Linked DNA regions of Zea mays: region 2 is linked to region 1. A link is a contact called in public Hi-C data. All regions are on one chromosome and are shown on one strand. The core of a region is the stretch at or near the end of the contact, and the rest is flanking DNA. Distances in the headings are between cores, read along the strand shown. Region 1 has its middle 17 kb from the start of LOC103650151. Region 2 has its middle 40 kb from the start of LOC100279736.

Region 1 (4,282 bases), core at 830-3,329:
AGTGAGACACACAATTATACCAGGGATCAATTCTTACATGGCACATTATTAATCTCACCACATTAAATATTCATTTGCAACTTGGGTTTCTCTTCATTTATTTTATTAAGTGACTAATTCCACACATACACTAACCTATAGTCTAGGTATAAAATTAAAGTGCAAAGACTGTGGATGAATATAATTTATTTGAACAGAGAATATTCTTATGAACATTTTGCAATTTGAACCACTCAATTTGGAGTTCATATGAAAAAGATATGAAATAAACAAGTTTTGAAGTTTAAAGTATGAAATTAAGCCTAATTCTGTGATTATTTAAAAGCCTAGGGTTCAATCTGCAAGATCTTAGGGGCCTGCGCGCGAAAACCAGGGACAGCGGGTTGATTCTCGAAAACCCGAGGGTTTCTTACGCAAAACTACCACGCGAAAGGGTATTGGGTACTCTGGACCGCACGATCCCGAGCGGACGGCCGAGATTAGATCTCGCGGCCGAGCACGCGGGCGCGCGGCGAGCGCTGACAGTTGGGCTCGGGGTGTCATCGACCCATGGCAGGGCTGACAGGCCGGACCCAACGGCAGGGGCGCTGGTGAGGGAGAGAGTGAGGAACGGTCGGATCTAGATCGAAGGGCTAAGATTAGATCCGCTCCGATTAAATCTAAACCGCTTGATCTCAGACGGACGCCCGAGATCCAATAGCCGGTGGCTGGACATGAGCGTGGTGGCGCCGCTCGGTCTCGCGGTGGGGTCTCGCCGGAGACAAGGGGGACGACCACTCCGGTGCTCTAGGGGCTTAGGGAAAGGGTCAGACGCATTCAGGGCGACACGACGAACACAACCATGGGCATCACGCCGGCGTGGGAGCACCAGAGGGCGCAGACCACGGCGGAAAGGTCCCGAGGCGGCGCAAACCTACTCCGGTGAGCAATTGCGCGACAACCAGGACAATAAACAGAGAAATAGAGGCAGGGGGAGGTTGCTTACCACAAGCGCGAACTCAGAAGCGTCTGGAGGACGGCGGGGAGGCGGTGAAGTCCTGGGTCGACGGCGGTGGACTCCGGCTGCACAGGAAACACTACGGTGAACGCGGACCGTATAAACCAGAGGGGTTAGGGGCAAACCAAGGGGTGTCCCGAGCTACTGGTGGTGCGGCGGAGCTGTAAGGCCCAAAATGTGTATAAGAAAATAATAATAATAATAATAATAATAATAATAATAATAATAAATATATGAAAAAAATAAAATAGCAAATTTAGATTCCTCAAATTATACTTGTATGTTGAAAATTGAGGACTGAATTCTGAAAATCGAGAATTATTTTAGAAAAAGAAGTAATAGAAAGGTTTTCTATTCAACAAAATGATTATTCATTTCATTAAATGATACACTAAAAGACTTTATTTAAATGAGTATTGCTAGGTAAAGATAGTAATAAAATTAGATGACTCAAGTCTTGTCGAGACTTTTAAAATTTATTTTTAAACACAGAAAAATAAATAAATGGGATGATTTCCTATTGATTTGGGAAATACCCCCCAATCATTATTATGTTTAGAAGCATTTGCTTAACCGAGATAATAAATAACTCAAATAAAAAACTATGCTTGCTTCATGATTGGGTTTCATGTGTTGTTGCACTTATAACCAAATTTGAAACTCAGATTTGAATTTAGAATTATGAATTTAAACTTGAATTTGAAAATAAGTAAAAGAAAGAGAATAAAGAAAAAAAGGAAAGATGTTATACAAAATAAATAAGTAAATAAATAAAAAAATCTACCCATACTAGTATGTTTATTTTGTAATTTTAATTTGAGTGCAAGTTCACATTTAAATTTGAATTCAAAAGTTGAATAAAAAAGATTAGAGAAGGAGAATAGAAAATAAAAAGGAAAAGGTGAAAGCGCTACTTGGGCTGAGACCCCACCGTCGGTCCATTTAAAAGCACATCCAACCAACCCGCAATTCCGCCAGCACTGACATTTGGGCCCCGCTAATCATTCTCTCTACGTGTCCGCAAACCAGCCTGCACACTGACCATTTGGGACCACTTGCCAACCTGACTTCGCCTGCCACTGATGCGTGGGTCCCATGCGCCATACGTCGCGGTGCATTTTCCCCCTGCACGCACACGTTCACGCGTCTCTCTCCCCGTTCTTTTTTTCTGTTTCACCTACATGTGAGCCCCATCGGCCGGTCGTCTTCCTCGCGCGGATTTTGCTCCATGGACGAAGCTAACAACCAGACCTCGTCAACCTCCCAGCCGATTCGGCCGCGGCTGTTGCGCCATCGCCGTGACCTACAAAACTGAGCCCCGCCTCTTGCTCAACCACCTCGCATCGTCACTAGAGATCCCTCGCCATCGAGAAAGAGCAGAGTCGCTGAGAGAAGGGAGGGGTTCCTGCCGCACCTACGAATCGACGATGCCGCCGCCCAAATCCCGGTGGAAAGGAGTGGAGAATCACCCATGCAAGTGGAGTATGGCCGCTGCATCGCTCGGTGTTGTGGGGGCGCCTCGTCACCGCAATTCCTCGTCGGAATCTGAATTTGCCCGTGATCCGCGCCGCATCGCGAGCCGTGAACTACAGACGGCATTCCCGCCCCGATAAGCCTTCAAACGGGTATGTTTCCTTCTCCCCTTTAAAACAGCATGAGATTCGCTAGGATTGTGCCAGTGGATGGCCGGAATTGCCAAACTCCGGTGAGGGCGCCACACAGACCGCGTCTGCTGCACCGCGCCGATAGATGAGGAGGTAGGGGATGCATGAGCCTTTGATCGTTGGGCGTGCGGCTAGGATTAGAATCGGTGTACCGATTGGTGGGGATCAATCCGGACCGTTGATTGGTAATCATGTGGTCAAGGATGCGTACCGCTTCGTTAGATACCTAAAGCTAATCATGTCCGTCTATTTTTAATCGGACGGTCCGGATCGGGTGTTCCCTCTTGGTCGCATGCATTTTATTAAAGAACCCTCGTGGATCCACAAAACCAACCCGCAGTCCTGCGTTGTGGGCCCTGATTCTTGGGAATTCTTGCGCATATGCCGCTGCCTTTCTCGGGAATTATGCGCCCAGTCCAGAGATTTATAAAATCCAGTAAAAGTAATTAGAAAATGATTTTTATGCAAAAATAAATGCTAGAATTTGTTTAATTCATAGAAAATTCATATGAAGTCCAAATTAATTCATTCCAATTCCTATAATTTTGTAATATTATTGTTTATCATCTAGTACCACTGTTTTGACATGAAAACAATAATAAAATTGATTCCCTAATTAATCTTATATCAAATACATAAAACCTTTGGAAATTCATAACTTCCCCATTTTAATTCCAAATTGATCCGTTCCAGTGGCAATAATTTTATTTTAATATTGTTTATCACCTAGTAATTCTGTTTACCCATGATACTTGAACTAAAATTATCCACATGAGTTATGCTACTCCAAGTACTTGATAACTTCAGAAATTCATAATTAAATAACCGTAACTCCGAATTTAGTGATACTGGTTCCTACGATCTCGTTACGCAGCGTAGATTATTATTACGCAGTTTGTTCTTATGTTTGGTGTGATGTTAATTTTATCTATACCATGTTTGTTTGTATTGCTACGACTAGAAGTGAGGTCACGAGGATCTGAAGAATCATCCTGGTACCTGGAATCTCAAGTGCCAGGCAAGTTGTGCCCTTGATCACTTTTGTTTACCCAATAATGTTCTTTAATATCACTTATTCATGCATAGGTTTAATTTTGATGGGACCCAATAGGTCACCCTAGTCTGTTTATCCTTTTTACCTTGATTACCCTTGAATCACTTGGGTAGTTCTGCTATTGTTTTATATGGTTTTGGGTTAATATTTCATTATATCCATGTTCCAATTATTTAGTTATTTTATTTATGTTCATGTCAAGATCATAATTTTTAATTGGAACATGGATCTTAACTTGAGAAACACGTGCCACCACAAGGGAGGAATGGGACCCCTTGGCTAACTAATTAGGAAAGCTAGTGGAAGACTACCTTACCCGAAAGGGGCAAGGGCAGTAGGGGAGTTGCATGCAAGGAGGTTCTCGGGTTGATTTTGCTGCGATGGCGGTCAGACGGGGGATTCTTGCAAGTGCTCTTCCCATAAACTGTAGCGGGTTTTCGGAAGCTAGTTGAACTTTGTAAAGGCCTCGTAGTGGATCCCTAGCCATTCACCTCGGTAGTGTCTAAGGGCCTTGCAAACCCTGGCGACATGGGAAACATGACTTGTGGCTACAGGGTACAACCTCTG
Region 2 (4,282 bases), core at 721-3,220, 300 kb after region 1:
AAGTTTAGTAATAAACCCAGTTATTACCCAAATGTACTCCCTCCAAGAGGAAATACAAGAGATCATAATTATAACCATCATCATTAACCATCATCATAAAAGTATCCAAAATTCTTCTAATCAAAGAGGATTCCAAGGCTACTCTTAACAGTGAGTACGATTGATATACCAGTTTCTAACACTTTGAAGAGGTCACACACTTTACCCACAAGTCGTGATTCTCTTTCTACCCGGAGAGCGCTACTCCCCATTGACCACTACCTAGGTGGCCTGGTAGGGTATCACTACGTAGCCTTTACAAAGACTCCCCTAGTGCATATCTGCTCGTTAGGTTTTGCCAGTCGTACAAACACAGTACACCTCCCTAAGGTGGGTGACTAACAAACCAAATCGAATGAACCTCGGCACCCACCCTTAGCAGAGCGAGCACTATGCCCCGGCCCCCATTGATGGCCCTCCAGCAAAGCCAACTACACCCCAGGTTCATCTAATTATTCGGCTAAGGGTGTCCCATTGCACTATTATACTGGGTGGTCACTTTACGAACAGGTCCTTACAAAGAGGTACTCAGGAAACATCCTGAGTCCCCTAATGTATTACAAGATCATCATCGGGATAACATCATCGTATCATAAATATTCACATCATGTGCGTTGATTAAGTTAAAGCAATAGCATAAAGCTAACCATAGTAACCCAAAAAGGTAACAAGGACAAAATGAATACAGAGTACTCAATCCTTAGTTTTCAACAAACTAATGTGGGACGGTGAATTATAAAGTAAGTAGGGCATAGTAGGTAAGAGGACACTTGCCTTCACCATGTTGCTGCTTAGGAAGGTCTTCAGCAACACACTCAGGAACCACGAGTTGCTCGTCGTCTAAATAAAGCGATCATGTATTCAATACATTTGGATAAAGACAAATGAACAACACACCAATCGTGTACAAACAAGTGAACACATCCCAAAAGAACAACATAAAATTGAGAGGTAGTTTAGGTTATAGGGTGAACTAACACATTTAGAAGTTTGTTATTCTCTAAGTATTATCTATCTCCATAGGTTACATAATTAGGTTCTACTTATTTTAATGAGGCACAACACTTACACCTGGGATAGATTCATACTTGCATATTATTAGTCGCACAAGATTAAACATTTAATTACCACTACGATTTCCTTTTTATTTATCTTATTAAGTAAATAAACTACTACATAAACTACCCTATAGTCTAGGCATAAAATTAGAATGTGCAGACAGTGAATGATCATAATTTCTTTGGATAGAGGTTAATCCTATGAACATTTTGCAATTTGTATAACTCAATTTGGAGTTCATATGCAAAAGATATGAAATAAAAAAGTTTTGAAGTTTAAAATACAAAATTAAGTCCAATTCTGTGATTAAATAAAAGTTCAGGGTTCAATCTGCAAAATTATAGGGGTCTATGTGTAATACCCAACTTATGTGCAATAAAAAGTGGAGTTAATATTTTTTATAAAGGTGCTCTTCCTTTATGATCATATGCAAAGTATTATATATGCATGTCATGTTGATTTTCTTAGGAGGTGCATCTTAGTGGAAACCTAGGGATCCAAACCTTAATTGAATTCAAATTCAAAAGGAAGGGATGGGAGATCAAAGTTAGAAAAGAAGTTGTAAAAATAAGTAAACTATTCCTCCTAGAAGTAATTAATAGGAAGCAAAATGAATAATATTAAGGCAAAGAGTAGGAGTTATATTACCATTGGTACTTTATGGTGTATCTTAAAAATCAGAAATCCAAAACATGAATTTAAATTTTGTTTGAACCCTTCAAATTGGAATTTGGATAGGAAAAATTAAAAAAAGGGAAAGAAAACTAGATGGGCTCGAGATTGCGCTTTCAGCCCACCCAACCCCCTCTGCCGCGCGGCCCAGTTCTACTGTGGGCGCCGACACATGGGCCCCACCCGCTAGACACTATGCCACGCCTGATTCCTCCTCCCCTCACTGGTCCACGGGCCCACTCGTCAGGATCTCCCCCTTTCCCCGCTTGGTCACAAACAGAAGCTGTGGGTGTCGCTCTCCTCTCGGCGCGCATGGCGCGCGTGCCGCGATCCGTGGAGTCCGTTGAAGCCAACGTCAGCTGGGCAATAAATATCCTGCGCCATCCCCTCCACTCGACGCCAACCACGCTCCTCATCCTCTCTTGCCGTAACTCGCCTGGCTTCCTGCTCCGAGCCACGCTCGCCTGGGCCTCAACGCCATGGCCGCGGATGTCATGCAGGTGGTGTTTCGGTAGTAGAGACTGGAGGGCGGCGCGATAGTGGGGGCCACATAACCTCCCCTCCTCACCCTTTTCTTTTGTTGGTGGTGCTGCCACCGAATACCACCATTGCCGTTGAAGGGAAGAGCACCACCGTCGGTGGCACTCATGGGTTGCCGCACGCTGCTTCTAAAGGTGGGAGCAATGGGTTTGCTTGGTTCCCGTGATTGTAATGGTGACCGCTCTGGTGACAAATGTCCACAGGGAGCACCGCAATTACTCGCCGGAACGGTCCGTTCACCGTTGGCCGCAGGATGCCATGGCCGGGGGGTACACGCGGTTCATTGCAGGTAATACATACCTATGTCGTGTTCCCTGTTGCTTCATCTCTCTGATACACCCAGTTACAAAGGAAGCTGAGCACCTGGGGTTTTGATCGTCGCGCTCTGGCGAACTTCACCGCGGGCGCTTATGCGCCGCCTCCTAGGCGTGTCGGGGGTAGAAGAAAGGTGCGGGGTCGTGGATCCATTAACGGGCGGCCCAGATTGGTTCTGGCATACCGCTTGGGGTATTTGGATATGTGTCATCGATCGGCAGATGAAGGGTGTAGAGCAGAACGACAACTTAAAAATCTGAATCGTTGGATGAAGATCCAACGAGTACGATTGCGTACCGGTTCGTAGTTATAAAAATCTAATCTGGACCGTTCCCTTTAAATCCAACGACTCTGGTTGCCCACGCATTATAACAGTCATGGTCTTTTTTTCTAAAAGAACCCTCACCCTTTTGACTTGTGAACTCGCCATCCCTTTCCATGTTAAGTAATTCGGTATAGGCCCCTAGTTTTTATAGAGTGCACCCTATGCTCTCTGGAAATTATATCCGCGGTCCAGAGCCATTGGGAAAACTCAGGATTAATTCAGAAATTGATTTCTAGTAGAAAAATAATTCTAGAAACTGATTTAATTCATATTTAATTGATTTTAACTCCAAATTGAGTAATTCCAGTTGCAATAATTTTGTTCTAATATTGTTTATCATCTAGTATCTTTGTTTAGCCATGAAACTTGAATTAAAATTATTCACTTGATTTATTCTAAACTAAGCACTTAATAAACTTCGAAAATTCATAACTCCTCTGTTTTAATTCCGAATTGACCCGTTCAAGTTGCGTTAGCTTCATATGAATATTTACTATGCAGTAACAACATTTATTGTACCATGCCTCATTCTTTTATAATTAGATCTTTATTTAACTTATGTTGGTTAGTCTTGTCAATCTGCCTATCATTATAATCTACTAAAATATGTTATATGGTCAATTTATAATTAAAGTTGAATTAATTACTACTCTAGGTTATCTTTTCTCTTGATTTATAAGATAAGCATAAAACTTAGTTTTAATCAGTTAATCACACCATAACTTGATGACCGTAACTCCGATTTTAGTGATTCTCGAACCCACGATTTTAGATTATTATTGCTACGACTAGCAGTGAGGTCACGAGTCATCTGAAGATCATCCTGGTACCTAGAATCTCAAGTCCCAGGCAAGTTGTGCCCTTGATCACTTCTTTTTACCCAGTCATGTTCTGATTAATCATAATGATCTGCATAGGTTAATTTTGATGGGGCCCAATAGGTTACCCTAGTGTGACTATCTTTATACCTTGTTTACCACTGAATTTTTGGGTAGTACCTGCTATTGCTTTATGTGGTTTTGGGTATAGAGATACACATTATTCATGATTGTGCCTTTATTATCAGTTGTTATTTACTGTTCATGTTAAGATCGTTATGTTAATTGGAACATGGAGCGACCACCCGGGAAAACAGTGCTACCACAAGGGTGGTATGGGACGCCCTTGGCTGGTTAATTAGGAAAGCTAGTGGATGACTACCTTACCAGAAAGAGGCAAGGGCAGTATGGGAGTGGTCAATGTAGGGAGATCCTTGGGTTGATTTTATTGCGATGGTGGTCAGGCGAGGGATCCCTGCATTGGAGCTTCCTATAAACTGTAGCTGGTTTTCTG

Evidence for each region. A called contact is a pair of places that touch in the nucleus more often than the background predicts.
Region 2: a contact with region 1 is called in a Hi-C map of bundle sheath, with 5 times the contacts expected there. The contact joins two enhancer-like sites. A contact is called at or near these places in 2 of 25 Hi-C or Micro-C datasets (bundle sheath and endosperm).

Annotation. Positions count from the first base shown.
Region 1 is chr3:63,843,177-63,847,458 of Zm-B73-REFERENCE-NAM-5.0, forward strand. No RefSeq gene overlaps it. Among protein-coding and RNA genes, the nearest start is that of LOC103650151, 17 kb to the left of the region's middle. Within about 2 kb of position 2,080, at least 17 of the 20 cell types and tissues checked have an H3K27ac peak or open chromatin away from gene starts, as enhancers often do. A contact at or near this core is called in bundle sheath, where this site is marked.
Region 2 is chr3:64,142,596-64,146,877 of Zm-B73-REFERENCE-NAM-5.0, forward strand. No RefSeq gene overlaps it. Among protein-coding and RNA genes, the nearest start is that of LOC100279736, 40 kb to the left of the region's middle. Within about 2 kb of position 1,971, at least 16 of the 20 cell types and tissues checked have an H3K27ac peak or open chromatin away from gene starts, as enhancers often do. A contact at or near this core is called in bundle sheath, where this site is marked.